Regions from separate parts of the Mus musculus genome. Here region 2 is linked to region 1. A link is a contact called in public Hi-C data. All regions are on one chromosome and are shown on one strand. Each heading gives the region's core, a stretch centred on a gene start, on an enhancer-like site or on the middle of the called end of the contact. The rest is flanking DNA. Distances are from core to core; before and after follow the strand shown.

Region 1 (3,605 bases), core at 668-3,167:
TACTGAAATAATGTCTTTTGTATTTTGTGAACTAGCTGGTTGTTCTGCTGTTAATGTCATCTATAATGTTATGAGGGTGGCAGCCACTGCTGACACTATAGCATAAGGACTGTGCTGGACCAAGGATTTCTTAAATAGTTCAAGCAAGTTCTCTAGCTAAGGACCAATCAGTGCCGCACATGTCCAACAATCTCTTCAAAAGCGGCATTTCCACTGGGTTTAGTCATTTTCTGTTTGTTTCTGTCTCCTGGTGGTTCCTTGGGGTCATTGAGATGAGAAAGGAGGCAAAAGATACCATTGAGTCAGGGTCTGTCTGTCCTGACGATCCTCACTCTGGGTCAGACCTGAATGATCAGCTGCACTGTAATTCTCAGGTCATTCCACTTATCAACTATCTTAGTAATGTTATCACCAACCTTTCGTGGAGACAGACCCAGGGCCTGACCTTGGGAGCCAGAGCAATGCGGTGCCAACCCTGCCAGCGAAGCATTGCCAAGACATGGCTTGGGTCCAGCTGAGGTTGGAATAACAGAGATGACTGATGTCTGGTGATCCCTAATTCAAGACAATTGAAGAAAGTCACACCTTGACACCACCTCATCTTGTCTCAGCAGTGCCCTGTTCTTGACATCAACATAATTCTGGCACTTAAGAACTTCCTTCTAGGTCTAAGAGTGGGATTAACTTTGATCTAATGTTCAGAACTTCTGGTACAAAGCAAGGACTCATGTCCAACACTAGCCCTTTCTCTTTTGAGAAGTCAACTAGCCCTTGTCTGTCTCCACAAAGGTCTACTTTGCACGTGTGGTCAGAGGACTTATACCAATGAATGGTCTTTCTATATGAAGGTAGCCTGAAAGCCTGGTAGCCCATCTAAGACAGGAATAGCCTGTCAGAGTAGTTCTACCTCTGTGTGTTACTGTCTGTCACTCTTTGTTTTTCTGTGTCTGTCTGTCTCTGTCTCTCTCTTCTCTGTGTGTGTCTGTCTGTGTGTCCTCTGTGTATGTGTCTGTCACTGAGTGTGTGTGTGTGTGTGTGTGTGTGTGTGTGTGTGTGTAGGGGTGTCTCTGTGTGTTTGTCTCTCTGTGTCTGTGTGTGTTTTTCTCTGTGAGTCTGTGTGTATCTGTGTGTGTTTGTGTTTGTCACTGTGTGTGTCTGCCTGTGTGTCTGTCTGAGTCTCTGTGCATGTTTCTCTCTCTCTCTCTCTCTCTCTCTCTCTCTCTCTCTCTCTCTGTGTGTGTGTGTGTGTCTGTCTGTCTGTCCATGTGTGTGTCTGTCACTAAATGTGTGTGTAGGGGTGTCTCTCTTTCTGTTTGTCTCTCTGTGTCTCTGTGTGTGTGTCTATGTGTATTTGTGTGTATGTGTATGTGTCTGTGTTTATATGTCTGTTACTGTGTGTCTGTATGTGTGTGTGCATGTCTGTCTCTCTGTATGTATGTGTCTGTCTCTTTGTGTATGTAAATGTCTGTCTCTCTGTGTGTGTCTGTCTCTCTGTGTCTATTTGTGTGTGTGTGTGTGTGTGTGTGTGTGTGTGTGTAGGATCAGTGCAGAGGAGCAGGAGGCCCATTGTGGGTTGATGTAGAGAAATAGGATTGCTCTAGTCCTAAGATAGCTTAGGTCCATATCCAAGCAATGACTGTCCCACTGCCCAGTCCAGGTCAACAACCACCAACTGAAAAGTATTTCTTGGAACCTAGAAAAAAAAGTTTCAGGAAAGTCAGACACAGCGCAGGTCTCCTGGTGGAAGGTCTCCAAACCATCCTGGTATAACTCAACCATGATTGGACATTACCAACCCAGGTAATACGGCCATGGTGCCTGAGGTACATGTCTGCTTATCTAGATCACATGGACCAAGGCTGAGGGTAGACAGGCCAAAACAAGCAGAGCTTAACCTGGCAACATCCCAAGCACTGGTCTCACCACTGTCCCTTCTGATTTCTCAGCTGGACTGACAAAGTCTGCACTGGCATGGCTGAAGTCTATACCCACTCCAACTTTAACCATTTCTGTTTATAGCAGAGCCCTGGCAACAACACAAAGTGAAGCAAAGGTGAGCTTTCTTCCACGAAGTAGAGTTCCTGAATCTTACTTGCTGGAAGTTTGAGTAACCGGTTGTTTAAACCTCACACACACACACATACACACACATACACACACACACACACACACACACACACACACACACACACACACACACACACACACACAGCCACTTCAGTTGGCTCTGCTTTGAATGTACAGTCCCAACCAGAGACCCCAGGAGTGATTACTTAAGTCCTTCTGTTTCGTCCGAGAACCAGCTTCACTGGCCTTTCTTGTTCCAAGATTTGCAGAGAATTGTCAGAAAGACCCCATTTCAGTCACTGGCATTTCAAAGGGGTTCTTGCAGAGGCAAAAATGGTTCCTATGCTCTGAGGACATTTCCTTCACCCTTGAATGTTTATGGGGTGCTCACATGGATCGGTTGCTTGCCAGTTCCGAGCCAGAACCTTTTCTGTTTGGAGGAAGGATAATTTACTAAAAACTGTTTTAGGGGGGTTGTTGTTGTTTTTGTTTTCTTAATTTCCAATTTTTTTTTCCTGGAAACACACCTTCAATTTGTTTTTTGCAAATTAAAGAGTATCACTTTTGGGGGCTGGAGAGATGGCTCAGTGGTTAAGAGCACTGACTGCTCTTCCGAAGGTCCTGAGTTCAAATCCCAGCAACCACATGGTGGCTCACAACCATCTGTAATGGGATCTGATGCCCTCTCCTGCTGTGTCTGAAGACAGCAATGGTGTACTCATATACAGAAAATAAATAAATCTTAAAAAAAAAGAAAGTATCACTTTTGCTGATGCATAATATACCTTCTGTTATCATGATCTTCAGGGATGTTTTCCTAAAACTCTCAAATCTCTTTCTTCATTGCACTAAAAATACTTGCATAGGTGGAACTCACGACTTTTGGCAAACGGTGAATTCAACATCTTCTCTCCTTTCTCCACCAGAGAACAAGTCTACAGCCACTGGAGCATTGCCATGTGTCGCCAGGGGCCACTGGAGCATTGCCATCCGTCACCAGGGGAATCCAACCTTGGCAAGTGTCAGTGCTCAAACTGCGCTGACACCCGGTGGTAAAAGAGCTTCAGGGTCAGGCTGTCTCCCCCACTCTGGGCTCTCACACTAGTTTGAACAGGATTTCGGGCCTGGTCTCAAGGAACAGCTTCTGGGGTCCTACACGATCCGAGGGGGCCTGGCACTAAATGTCATGTGATGTGTTCTTCGGTGTGAAAAGGCTTCTGGCTGTGCGCTTGACTTTAATCTTCCGTTTGGGACACTTGATTCGATTGCCTTAACAAAGGAGGTTTTTCCCCAGGAGTAAGACGGCTGTCAGGCTTTTCAAGAAAGTTCTTGTGGCAGCAGAAGCTCTCTGGTGAGGTTTCCTTCACCTCTATATTTCCATTCATGTTAGGGCCACTGTCTAACATGTACATACCACGCTAATGCCTGGGAACTGACTTCTGTTAATCTCTCTCATCCACAGGCTGTCGTTGAGTACTTGCTGTTTAGAGACTCTAGTTAAGGGAAGGGACACAAAGAGGAATGAAGAGTTCATCTCT
Region 2 (3,615 bases), core at 68-2,567, 39 kb after region 1:
TTTTAAAAGATTCTGTTAATAGGGTTAATTAAAAAAATTTTGGTTGTTCAGTTTTAACTTTGCAAAATAAGAGATTTACTTTTGACACGGCAGTCACTGACTTGGGTAGTAACATGGGCTGTTTCTAAAATATTTTTCCTGATTCTCACCCCCCCCCCCCCCAAAATCTTTTTTGTGACAGCAACTAGGCTAACATTGCAGCTTAGGAAGGACTGTGACATCATACTGAACAATACTCATTTTGTAACTAAAGGAAAAGACTTCCTGAAAACACATCAGAGGGTACTTTGCAAGAAATTTTAGTTGGACTTAGTTGTAAACACTGTAACATTGACCTCACTGGAGAGAAAAGTCCTGCATTGGTGATGGCTATTTTGTTTCTGTCTAGTGGCATACATACTTCAGAAACAGATGTTGCTCATCTACTGCTCCTCCAAACCATCACAAACAAGATTTTTTTTTCTACCAGTCAATAAACAATTTAGAGGTGTTTACATTCCTAAGTTTTTCAGCTACTTTAGAAATGAGTACATTGGAATACGAACAAAATTGCTTTTGGTAGTTCACACTGTTTTCATGTGTATCTTTGGATTCTCAGAAGCAACCAAGTTTCTAGTTACAGTGTTCCCGGAGATCAGTGGAGTGCTGGCTGGATTACTATTTTGTATTTAGATAAAAGGACAGTTTACACCTAAATTTTAAGATTTCAGTCGAGTGGTGATGGCTCAAGCCTTTAAATCCCAGCACTTGGGAGACAGAGGCATGCTAGATCTCTGAGTTTCAGCCACCCTGGTCTACAGAGCCCCAGAGCATCCAGAAATAGAAACACCCTGTCTTGAAAAGAGAAAAAAAAATAAATAAATATAATTGTAGGTACTGTAGTGACTCGTTTATAATGCCAATTTTACTATAGGTAGTCAGCGTGGCTCGGCTTTAAACTTAAAACCTCGACACCTAGACGTCAGCCTATAGTATTGGTAAAGCATGCTATTTTCTAGTGTGTTGTGTGGGATTTGCGGACACTCAGTCCCAACGTGGACTGTGGGAGAGAAAGCTGTTTCTGCTCTCCAGTAAAGCGTTTGGGAACATTCAAAATGCCAAGGCCATGACATCACATGTTCTTTATCTTCTTGATAGGAAAGCTGGTAAATGTTCTGGGGCAAGTGAATTTTGTAAACAGGTCATTACGAAGATATTAACAAGGTTTACGGGAGCCTGGTAAGACCTTCGTCACCACAACTCAATAGGGCACTGGAGAGATCAGGACTGGACAGCCGCACTGTGCCCCAGGGAACTGGGGGAGGCAGGGCAACTCCTTCCCCCCCACCTCCACCCAACTCGCTGACCACGTGGTACCGCAGAGCGGCAGACAAGCGACGTTAGTGTCCCCTGCCCCAGCTAGGAAAAGCCGCGGCTTTTCCGCCAGAGAGCATACGCTGGGACTAACAAGTTTCGGGTTGGGACTCATCCAGCCCCGAGGAGTGTCCACTGATCAGTTTCTGGGAAAGCCAGCAGGGAGCCGCGCTGGGCGGGGGAGAGAACCGGGTGGAGCGGAAGTGCACAAACCGGAAGCCGTCATCTAGCCCCGCCCACCCGCTCGCGCGGCGCCCTCCTCCCATCCTGTGGGCGTGTCTAACTCGCTCTCTGGCTTCTGTCCCTGCGAGCGCTGACGCTGCTCCTCTTCTGGTCCCCGCAGCGCCAGCCTCCTGTGACGCCAATAGCCGAGTCCTTATCCAGTCTGGCCGTGGGCCTCGGGGGTGGGCTGAGTGACCAGTTGCTTCTCCTGTGCCTTGGCCTCCAAGCACTTAAATTGAACAGTTTTTAGAGTTTCTTCAAACTTTAAATGTACCCATTTCTTGTGTGAAACTATTATTAATCCCCTCCCAAGCTGGGGGCTTCCGTTGAAAGGAAACAACAAGAAAATAGGTCAATTAGATGTATTTGGAAACGTTGAGCTGTATTTATGCCTTCCCTCTAAACTGGAGAGAGCGTGGAGGCTTTCTGTAAGAAGGCTGGGATAAGACACCTTAGCCTAGCTTGAAAAGATTAATGTAATTTTTAATTTTCTTTTGGATTGTCCTATCCAAGTATTGCGTCTTGAAAGGCTGGACATGAAAAGCAGCTGAGTTTTAGAGAATAGTTAATTGTCTTAAAAAGGCCAGAAGGCTAATTTAAGTGAACAAAAGCCACCGCCTTCAGGCCAACTTGAATAAGGCGCCTTTAAATAAGCGGTGTCTGAGTGTGCCCCACCCCCACCCAGGCTCTGCCTGCTTTTGTCTTTTTTCTCTTTACTACTGTTATTAGTTCACTTCCTAAATTCCCTTTTGTCTCGACTCCCCTCCCTATTGCCACTTCCTTTGTTTTGTTTTCAACACTATCAGATCTTTGGCTGCTTTCCTGATGATTGAGCTGTCCTTTTTATCCTGCCCTTTAAATCCCCACAAACCTAAATTGCAGGGTTAAAGAAAACATGTTCATAAGGGTGTCAAAAGACAAAGAATTTTCATATAGTTGTTTTGTGTATAAGTCTAGAATTGGGCAACATTTCATCTATAAAATGGGTGTTCTGATAGACGGAGGCAGAATAAGTTAGTTTTATGAAGAATGGAGTGCTGATGACCCGTGAAAGAGCAAACCGATTAGACATTTCACAGTGACTGTTCTTGTAAGGCAGGAGTGGAATTCTGACAGTTGACAAAAACAAGCAGACAAAACCCCCAAACCTAATTGGTTAACATTATTTTACTTCAGGTCGCCTTTAGTGTTAGAATAGAGAGAACTGACTGGTTCCTGTTGAGACCGACCAGTCAGGAACTTGCTCCAGACTCTTGGGAAGATCAGTTTAGATTTGGAGATGTGGAATTGATGTAACTGATTCCATTTTTATATTCAGTTGGTTGTATTCTGGCCTAGTACAGGCCATTTAAAAATTATTCTCTTATACTGTACAGAACAGTTTCCCCTCTCTCCGCTTCTCCCAGTCTCCCCTCTCCCCTAGATCCATTGCTTCTGTTTCCCTTGAGAAAAAAAGCAGGCCTCCCAGGGATATCAACAGAACTTGGCATAACAAGTTACACACAAGTTGCAATAAGACTGGGCACAGACCCTCAGATCACAGCTAGAGGAGGAATTCCACTAGGAGAAGGGTCCTAAGGGCCGACAAGAGTCAGGGACAGTCCCACTCCCGCTGTTAACAATCATAACATTTATACAGAGGACCTAACTCAGACCCATACAGGCTTCCTGATTGTCGCTCCAGTCTCTGAGCCTCAACAAGCCCTGTTTAGTTGATCTGTGGGCTGTGTTCTCATGGTGTCCTTGACCCCTCTGGGGCCTACAATCCTTCCTCCTCTTCCTCAGGGCTCTCTGAGCTCCCACAGGCCACTGTTTTTTGAGGAGGGTTTTTTTTTTGTTGTTGTTGTTGTTGCTGTTGTTGTTTTGAGCAGGGACAAAAAGTTCACATGCATATGGAGGCTGGGGCTTTAGCTCAGTTAAGGCCTCCCTTAACATGGGTGAAGCCTTTGACAGAGATGCTTCCCACTTTCTACTGTGGATGTTCGGTGAAAGGAGAGTGCCTGGGTGGATGGAGAGGGAGAGGTGGGCCAGCTTGGAATG

Evidence for each region. A called contact is a pair of places that touch in the nucleus more often than the background predicts.
Region 2: a contact with region 1 is called in a Hi-C map of liver, with 1.9 times the contacts expected there. The contact joins two enhancer-like sites. A contact is called at or near these places in 2 of 15 datasets of contacts at CTCF or cohesin (CD8 T cells and the NIH/3T3 cell line), 79 of 484 Hi-C or Micro-C datasets (the 63-12 cell line, B cells, the BV-2 cell line and 53 more), 13 of 115 datasets of contacts at active chromatin or transcription factors (CD8 T cells, the HPC-7 cell line, the SCID.adh cell line and 9 more) and 3 of 9 other capture datasets (adipose tissue, liver and pancreatic islet).

Annotation. Positions count from the first base shown.
Region 1 is chr3:65,933,439-65,937,043 of GRCm38.p6, forward strand. No RefSeq gene overlaps it. Among named protein-coding and RNA genes, the nearest start is that of Gm35039, 7.0 kb to the left of the region's middle. Within about 2 kb of position 1,918, at least 7 of the 459 cell types and tissues checked have an H3K27ac peak or open chromatin away from gene starts, as enhancers often do. A contact at or near this core is called in liver, where this site is marked.
Region 2 is chr3:65,973,249-65,976,863 of GRCm38.p6, forward strand. No RefSeq gene overlaps it. Among named protein-coding and RNA genes, the nearest start is that of Ccnl1, 17 kb to the left of the region's middle. Within about 2 kb of position 1,318, at least 437 of the 459 cell types and tissues checked have an H3K27ac peak or open chromatin away from gene starts, as enhancers often do. A contact at or near this core is called in liver, where this site is marked.